Regions from separate parts of the Zea mays genome. Here regions 1 and 2 are each linked to region 3. Evidence: chromatin contacts called from public Hi-C data. All regions are on one chromosome and are shown on one strand. The core of a region is the stretch at or near the end of the contact, and the rest is flanking DNA. Distances in the headings are between cores, read along the strand shown.

Evidence for each region. A called contact is a pair of places that touch in the nucleus more often than the background predicts.
Region 1: a contact with region 3 is called in a Hi-C map of leaf, with 3 times the contacts expected there. The contact joins the promoter of LOC103632299 here to the promoter of LOC103632297 in region 3. A contact is called at or near these places in 2 of 25 Hi-C or Micro-C datasets (ear and leaf).
Region 2: a Hi-C map of ear shows a contact between it and region 3, with 2.1 times the contacts expected there. The contact joins the promoter of LOC103632296 here to the promoter of LOC103632297 in region 3. A contact is called at or near these places in 3 of 25 Hi-C or Micro-C datasets (ear, endosperm and leaf).

Annotation. Positions count from the first base shown.
Region 1 is chr7:44,307,396-44,310,095 of Zm-B73-REFERENCE-NAM-5.0, forward strand. It overlaps LOC103632299 (glycosyl hydrolase family 10 protein / carbohydrate-binding domain-containing protein), which reads left to right and starts at 1,301. Exons shown (of 9, transcript XM_020541402.3): 1 at 1,301-1,775. The coding sequence starts at 1,596.
Region 2 is chr7:43,919,156-43,921,855 of Zm-B73-REFERENCE-NAM-5.0, forward strand. LOC103632296 (luc7-like protein 3) reads right to left here and starts at 1,414. Exons shown (of 9, transcript XR_555807.4): 1 at 1,196-1,414; 2 at 974-1,102; 3 at 839-878.
Region 3 is chr7:44,144,084-44,146,783 of Zm-B73-REFERENCE-NAM-5.0, forward strand. LOC103632297 (phosphatidylinositol/phosphatidylcholine transfer protein SFH11) reads left to right here and starts at 1,310. Exons shown (of 12, transcript XM_020541224.3): 1 at 1,310-1,724.

The DNA.
Region 1 (2,700 bases), core at 51-2,550, 160 kb after region 3:
AGAAGGTCTGTATCAGGAGCAAAGATCCATGGTAGGAAGGTTTAAAGGAGGGTGTAATAAAAAGGAACCTTGATCAAGCAGCAAATCTCTGAGGGGATATGTAGACGATAATGAAGTCCATGTTGTGGAACAAAAGTTTATACTTCACTGAAAACACAAAACAGTTAGAAAAGTATATTGAAAATGAATATCAGTAGTAAGCTAATGAGACGATATGTATCACGGGAAAAAGAACAGAGTTAGGGCTGATTTGGGAATCATATTTCTCAAGGAATTTCAATTTTTTCGAGAGAAATTAGTTCATTTTTCCTTGAAAAATTAAAAATCTCATGTGAAAATAGTGTTTTCAAACTAGCCCGTAGAGGAAAAATATATACACAACCTTCGAAGGCCGGAGGCCCTTTTAAACTCGAAAAGTCTTCTGCCCTAATCGTCAGATTTACCTAAATGATGGAAAGAAAAATGGTTAGGAAAACTCTACACAAAAAAGATCATAGAGCACTAATTAATAAAAAAATGACATAATACACAAACATTAAGTAAGAATCAAAGAAAGTTGAGGTAACAAAGGTTTCGAAAACCGAAGGCCCTTTTAGACTGGTAATAATGCAATGGGCAATATCTATAACAACACTAATATTCTGGGGCAGCGGGTATAGTCCGGAGCCACTCGTCGTTCCTAGAAATGGCACCAAGGTGGTGAAGGTGCTGCAGGAAATGTCCAAAGCCACCGAGAGATAAATGTAACATGTGAAACCCCCTAATTGGCACGCCATCTTTTGTGGTTTTGACCCCACAACTAGTAAATTTGTATGATAGGATGGGGTTAGTGTGCCACTGTTATATTTTGACCCTGATCTAGACACAAAATAGGAAGAAAGTTTAAACTGGTTTGGAAAGAACTCTTATGTCTAGTTTGGTGCTAAAGTCTTTGATACTGGCTTTCGTTTGTTACAAAGTAGAGTGCTTGACTCTCATGTCTATGTGAGAAGTATTACAATATGAGTTTTTTTTGTACCTGTACGGTTTGACCCTTGTCCCTATACATAGTAAGAGAAACAAGTGGCCATTGTTATACGAAGATTTCAATGGGATACACCATTTCTATCCTTGACCGTGTGGTCTTTTTAGTATGTCACTGTGTGCACCCGCTTTGTCATACTTGATTAGATCAAGAGGGTTGTTAAGTCTAGCGAACATCCACCATTTTTATCCTTACGTGTGGTCCTTTCTGTTATGTCACTGTGTGTGCATCTGTTTCGTCATCCTTGATCAAACTATGATGAACAATAAAAGAGAAATATACTCGATACAGCATAAGGCACTAACACAGCCAGAACTAACGCTCGCTCAAACAACAGATAAAGGAGAACTCTCCAAATCTATAATTTAGGGTGCTTAATTTACATAACTATTGAGATGCTTTAGCAAACCACATCATCCCTTGACCAATCGACACATACCACCATTATAGTTTGATCTCTTCAAAATACTGATTAGATCGTTTATAGTGTGAAATTCAAATAGAAGGTAAAAAGAAAAAGTCTAACGAAGTTAGCTGCGGTTAGACCCTCGCATTGTTTGCAACCCTTTTCATGACGTTGACTTGTTCGACATCTTCTTCATTCCCTCCTAGCCCAGCAGGATCCTCACTGCCGATCGACGGCGCGAATCGCAGAGTTCTCTACTTCTCGATTGTCCCGCCGCCGTCCCAGCTCGCCGAACACCGACACGTCGCGGCCTCTGTCTCTAGGGGCCGCCGATCCTGCAGAGAGGTACTGCTTACGGCTTACCTCTGGCTCGCACTCATCTGGCTTTAGAGGAAGGTGTTCATCTTTATGCCTCAAAGACCCAGGAGACGAGACTGCGTAGGATAGGATAACTGGGCCTTCCTAATCCAGTAATCCTTCTCCCGCGGCATTCTTCACATCCGATTCCTTTTCCATCGCCCCGGACGCAGGCACGCGCGCCGGCATTTCTTGGGGAAGACGCTTCGGCGCCGCTGTCGCATTCACGGGCGCATCTCCGTGCCGTCCCGAATCATGCTTTTCCTTCCGTCCCAAGGTCCAAGCTGTCGTGTCGACGGTGCCGCCACCTCGGTAGCCAGTTAGGTAGGTGAGGGGAGGGAAGGTAACGACCGCCTACCTTACGCGGCTTTCCTTCCACTCCCCTGTTTTGACTTCTTGCCATTCGCTGGGTAGCTGCTGCTGCTGCTGCGGGGACGGGATTTCTGGGTTGGATGAGATGAGGAGGCGCTGCAGCTGGCTCTCGTCTTTGTTCCGCCCTCGCCGGGCTGACCGCTCGCTCCCGCAACCAGATCCACAGGGTCCCGATTCCGAGCCCAAGGTATACCAGTGGCCGCTGCATTCGTCTCTTGCTGTGGATGTTTGTTTGATTGTTTCGGTAGGCCTTGCAGTATATAGGATTTTGGTGATTTCATTAGCATAGCCAATCAGCTGTTGATTTGGTTTCCCACTGAACAAAGATTCAAGGTGCGTGTGTTGCAATCGGTTGTACATATTTCACCTTTGCTGGCTGTTTATTTAGGGAAACGACGGCAACCATTGAAGATTTGTGGTTTCCTGTTTTTTTTTGGGAGTAGATCTCACTCAGCTGAAGTCGTCTCTATCAATACTGGTGAAGCCTCCTAGATCCAAATGTAGCCCATTGGGTTTGGGAGATTCCAAGACATGTTGGGCA
Region 2 (2,700 bases), core at 164-2,663, 220 kb before region 3:
ATTATAGAAAAAAAAATACTGCTAGTTGAAGCCAAAAGTCAATATCATATCAGGAGAATACAGCATGGCTAGACATCAATTGGGAATGAGGGTGCTAATTATATCCTATTTGCCAACTACAAAGGGTGGGCAGCTACCTCTTAAATTTTAATCGGATGCAACTCTCACTTAATTCACCTAAAGATTTTTATTTACACAAAATATAATATTTAGAATACCTAGACACATTTCTGAACCCTTCGTTAATACGTATTCAACCTTGCTTCTTCACCATATAAGATCAAATTCCTCTCAATATTCCGCTGAGAAATTTTTTTTATGTCTTGATATAAGAAGGGCAGACCCAGTGCCAGAGACTCCCAAATATACTATAATTTTAAAATTGAGAGAACATTGTTGCTGTAGGACGTGTAATATCCTGGAGCAACTATTTATTTTTAGACTGGATAGGGGGGCATCATGGCACAGTCATTTCACAGTACAGTTCTAATGTGCTGTCTAATTTCAAACAAAAGATGTACCAGTCAAATGAAAACCTGTGGCCTAACAGGAACATAAGACAGCTTAATCCTCACAACTAAAAACTAGCCCACTCTACCATTCTAGCAATTCATATAACACAATCGTCTATTATACTTTGGTGTCATGCCATATGGCTCCCAATAGCAAGGTTTCTCTATTCCTAGTTGCAGTCTATTCAATACCCTACTTTGCTTCCTAAACATAACGCTTTATTAAAGGATTACAGCAACAAAATCATACTTATTTTTTTTACAAGAAGCATGTTGGTTTTTATTTATTTACATCTCAATATATTAAGCTTCACAACTGGTATCACCTTTCCTTGAGCTTCGGATCATGGATCCTCAAGCACGGCCCTGCAAACACCCCAACCAAACTTGTTATGAGTAAAATAAAATCACTGCAAAACATATTAAGAAAAAGAGAGAAAGAAACGAAGGAACGGCCATACCGAGATTGCTCTTGGTGTTGACGAAAAGGTCGTGGGGACAGAACCGGACCATGTAGGGGCCGCACACGTCCGGATCGTCCCACTTCAGCTCCTTGTGCCCCTTCTTCTCCTCCTCCGTTAGGTTACGAGCTGCGAACGACAGCACCCGCGACGCGGTTAGGGGTAGGGATAGGGCACGGGCCGGCGTCATTCGGGCGAGGGGGGATCTGGTGGGTACTTTACCTGTGCCCATGAGCTCGTCAAGGAGGGCTCGCTGCGCGTCCATGGCGGAGAGGGCAAGGAGCCGTCAAGAAACCCTAAGCCAGGCAGCCCCTTGCTTCACTTTCTTTACCCTTTCCTCAGGACGATTTGGATTTGGGCTCGTCCTAGTAGAATCTAGGAACAGACGAAGATAAGGCGCGTTTGGTTTTAGTCACTAATTTTTAGTCTTCTGGTTTAGAGCAACTTAAATAGTTTTACAAAATACTACTTAAATCAATAATTATAAAGTTAAACCTATCGGGGAACATAATTAGGGGTACCCTTAAGGCTCCTAATTCTCAGCTGGTAACTCCCATCAGCATAAAGCTGCAAAGGCCTGATGGGTGCGATTAAGTCAGGGATCAGTCCATTCGAAGGACTCGATCACGCCTGACCCGAGCTTAGCCGCGGACAAGGGCAGCCGACCCCGGAGGATCTTCGCCTCGTCCGAGGCCCCCCTCCAGCGGCGAACATATTTCCGGCTCGCCCGAGGCCCTATCTTCGCCAAGAAGCAACCCTGACCAAATCGCCGCACCGACCGACCAAATCGCAGGAGCATTTAATGCAAAGGTGGCCTGACACCTTTATCCTGACGCGCGCCCCTCAGCCGACAGAGCCGAAGTGACCGCCGTCACTTCGCCGCTCCACTGACCGGTGTGACAGAAAGACAGCGCCGCCTGCGCCGCTCCGACTGCGGAGCCACTTGACAAAGTGAGGCTGACAGGCAGTCAGGCCCGGCCGCAGGCACCATAGGAAGCTCCGCTCCGCCCGACCCAGGGCTCGGACTCGGGCTAAGCCCCGGAAGACGGCGAACTCCGCTCCGCCCGACCCAGGGCTCGGACTCGGGCTAAGCCCCGGAAGACGGCGAGCCCCGGAAGACGGCGAACTCCTCTCCGCCCGACCCAGGGCTCGGACTCGGGCTAAGCCCCGGAAGACGGCGAACTCCGCTCCGCCCGACCCAGGGCTCGGACTCGGGCTCAGCCCTAGAAGACGACGAACTCCGCTCCGCCCGACCCAGGGCTCGGACTTGGGCTAAGCCCCGGAAGACGGCGAATTCCGCTCCGCCCGACCCAGGGCTCGGACTCGGGCTAAGCCCCGGAAGACGACGAACTCCGCTTCGCCCGACCCCAGAACTCGAACTCCGCCCTAGCCTCAGCCAACGGCCTCCGCCTCGCCCGACCTAGGGGCTCGGACTCGACCTCGACCTCGAAGGAGCCTCCACATCGCCCAACCTAGGGCGCGGGCCGGCCACGTGGGAGGCGCCATCATTACCCTACTCTAAGCTGACTTAGGCTACGGGGAACAAGACCGGCGTCCCATCTGGCTCGCTCCGCCAGATAGGCAATGATGGCGCCCCGCACGCTCTTTGATGATGGTGGCTCTCGGCCCCCTTACGGAAGCAAGAGGACGTCAGTAAGGACTCGACAGCCCCGACAGCTGTCCCTCCGCCAGGCTCCAGCGCTCCTCCGACGGCCACGACATCACAC
Region 3 (2,700 bases), core at 60-2,559:
AGGAACATGTACCATCAAGATGAGGAACATGAAGGATGTCGTGATGAGTTCGTGAGTGGTCTAGGCCGTCGTCTCCCAGTCAACTATGGTTGCTGGATCGTTGTCTTCGTATGATGTAATTATTTAACTATTTTGTATAGAACTCCATTATATATTAAAGATGTGACATTCGTTTCTGTACTATGAGTCATCATATGTGTGAGACTTGATCCTAGCATGCATTTGATTCGTGCCTGGGTTTGGCCTTCAAATCCAGGTGTGACAGATATATAGATGCTGACTATTTATCTAACCCCGATAATGTCGGATCACAAACCGATTTTGTATATTTACAAGGTGGAACCACTATCTCTTGGAAATCCTCCAAACAAACTTTGGTAGCCACTTTCACTAATCATTTTGAAATTGTTGCCTTATACAAAGCGTCTAAAGACTGTATTTGGCTTCGCACAATGATAAACCACATAACTCAGTTATGTGGTATTGGTCCAATTGGTTCACCAACCATTATCTATGAAGATAATGACGCCTATATTGTTGAGATGAAGACATGTTATAATAAGAATAATATTACAAAGCATATTACCCAAAAAAATATCCTCATGAATTACAAAAGAATGGGGAAATTAATGTGCTGCAAACTATGTCTTGTAACAATCTTGCTGATTTACTCATAAAATCATCACCATATTCCACATTTTCAAAATATGTTAAAGGAATTGGTATAAAACGACTTAAAGATTTACATGAATTAGGGGAGTTTGATTTTTCTAAAATATAATCTAGTTAACATTATACTATACTCTTTTCTTTATATGAAATTTTCTTCTTGGTTTTATCATGTAAAGTTTTTAATGTGGTAATATCAATATAGGACATATGTCATATCATCTATTTTTCTATAGTGTTTTTAATATAATAATAGATAATAGATATAATAGGTTAGAAATTGAATAGTTTATGTATTCCAAGTTGATTTCAACAAAATGAATTCGATCAAGAGGGAGTGTTAAAGAGTAATCCAACGGTGACAATCTTATCCAAACCAAAAGAAGTTGAAGGAAGACACTATTTCGAGAAGACACTCATGAATAGACACCTTTTCATTCTTTCTCTCTTGTTGTAACTAAAAGCATCCACTTACTAATGTATATATATGTTAAATCATCAATGGAATACTGATAGAGATTCATTTTCTACATTCGCTATCAATCATTTTGCCTTAAAAAACTATATAGCAAAAGTACCCATGCACAAATTACCATCTCTGTCAGACCCGGCCGCCACGTCTGCTTTGCTTCCGAGTGGCGCGAACATATTGATCCTTTGTCGAATCTAGAATCTCCCACCGTCCCGCGCCTCTTTCCCTTGTTCCAGCCTTCCAGGTATCCAGCTGGCAGTTGTGCTGCTTGTACAGAGAGAGGCTGGCGACGTCCGGGCCTGGTCGGGCCCACGTGATCTTCCGCCGTTCTGGAGGCGCCGGTGGCCGCCGCCTCAGGTTGCTTCGCCAGCGCGCCGTGCCAGCGGGGGAGATGGCAGATTCGCGCACCTTATCGCCGCCCGCCAAAGAAACCTCCTGCGCGTCGCCCGGACCCGCCGACCCGCCTGCCCGCCTGGTGCTCGACCTAATGCCGCGGCGCCCCCCGGCATCCAATCTTTATATGAAGGCTAGTTTTTATATGAAGGAGCACCGTACATCAATCCAAGCCGAGTTCCACCTCGAGGTAATCATGAGCCTCTCTTCCATTCTTGTTCTCACTTCATTGGTGCCACTGAATTGCCTGGGAGCACATGGCATCCCAGCCGTCACTGATGGTTCTCGGAATCGGGTCGCGCAAATAAGCTTCTTGCCTCGAGGCTTAATATGCAGCTTCTTTATTGGGGGGAACTGTACATGCTTCTCAGGATTGGTAGCCACTACATTTTTCTTCTTCTTGTTCTATCGCAGTGCCCCCTTAAGCTGTAGAGCAAGACCGAATTGCAAATTGCATACTAAATTCATCGGCTGAGGTTTTCTAGTTTTTTCTGCGGACCAGAGAAGAGCTTAGCATATCTGAAGAATCATCATAAGAAAATAAAATGAGGGCATCAGTATCTAGTGCTTATCTTTTCTTGCCTTTGTTGTTTAAAGATGCATTTTTTCTTGCATAGGTATGTTAATTATTACGACACTGTTGTGGTATTGATGACAACTGTAGGTTTCATACTTCCTCCATGTAGGAACCTAATATATTTTATGTTGCTCAGGAGTATAATAACTGTTTGGACCATTATTCTAGTTGCATTATACTCCCTCCGTTCTTTTTTATTTGTCACGGTTTAGTTAAAAAATGAACTAGCTTTTTTTATTTGTCACGGTTTAGTTAAAAAATGAACTAGCGGACGATAAATATTCGAGAACGGAGGTAGTAGTAAACTGAATACCTCATTTTGTTGGTATATATTTTTATTAATACTACTAGAATTTTTGACCCAATATCGGGATATATAGAATTATATATAAACAGCCTTAAATGACTTTTTTAAACTTTTAGATATTATGTTTGAAATTTAACTTGGGCAAAATGACCATATGCTGCACAATTTACCTAAAGGTGCACCCGTATCCTGTTTCTGTGTTCTGTATGAGATTCCCATCCTAAGTAATTGTATATGTTTAAACCAAATAATAGAATGCTAAGAAAACCACAATGTACTCAA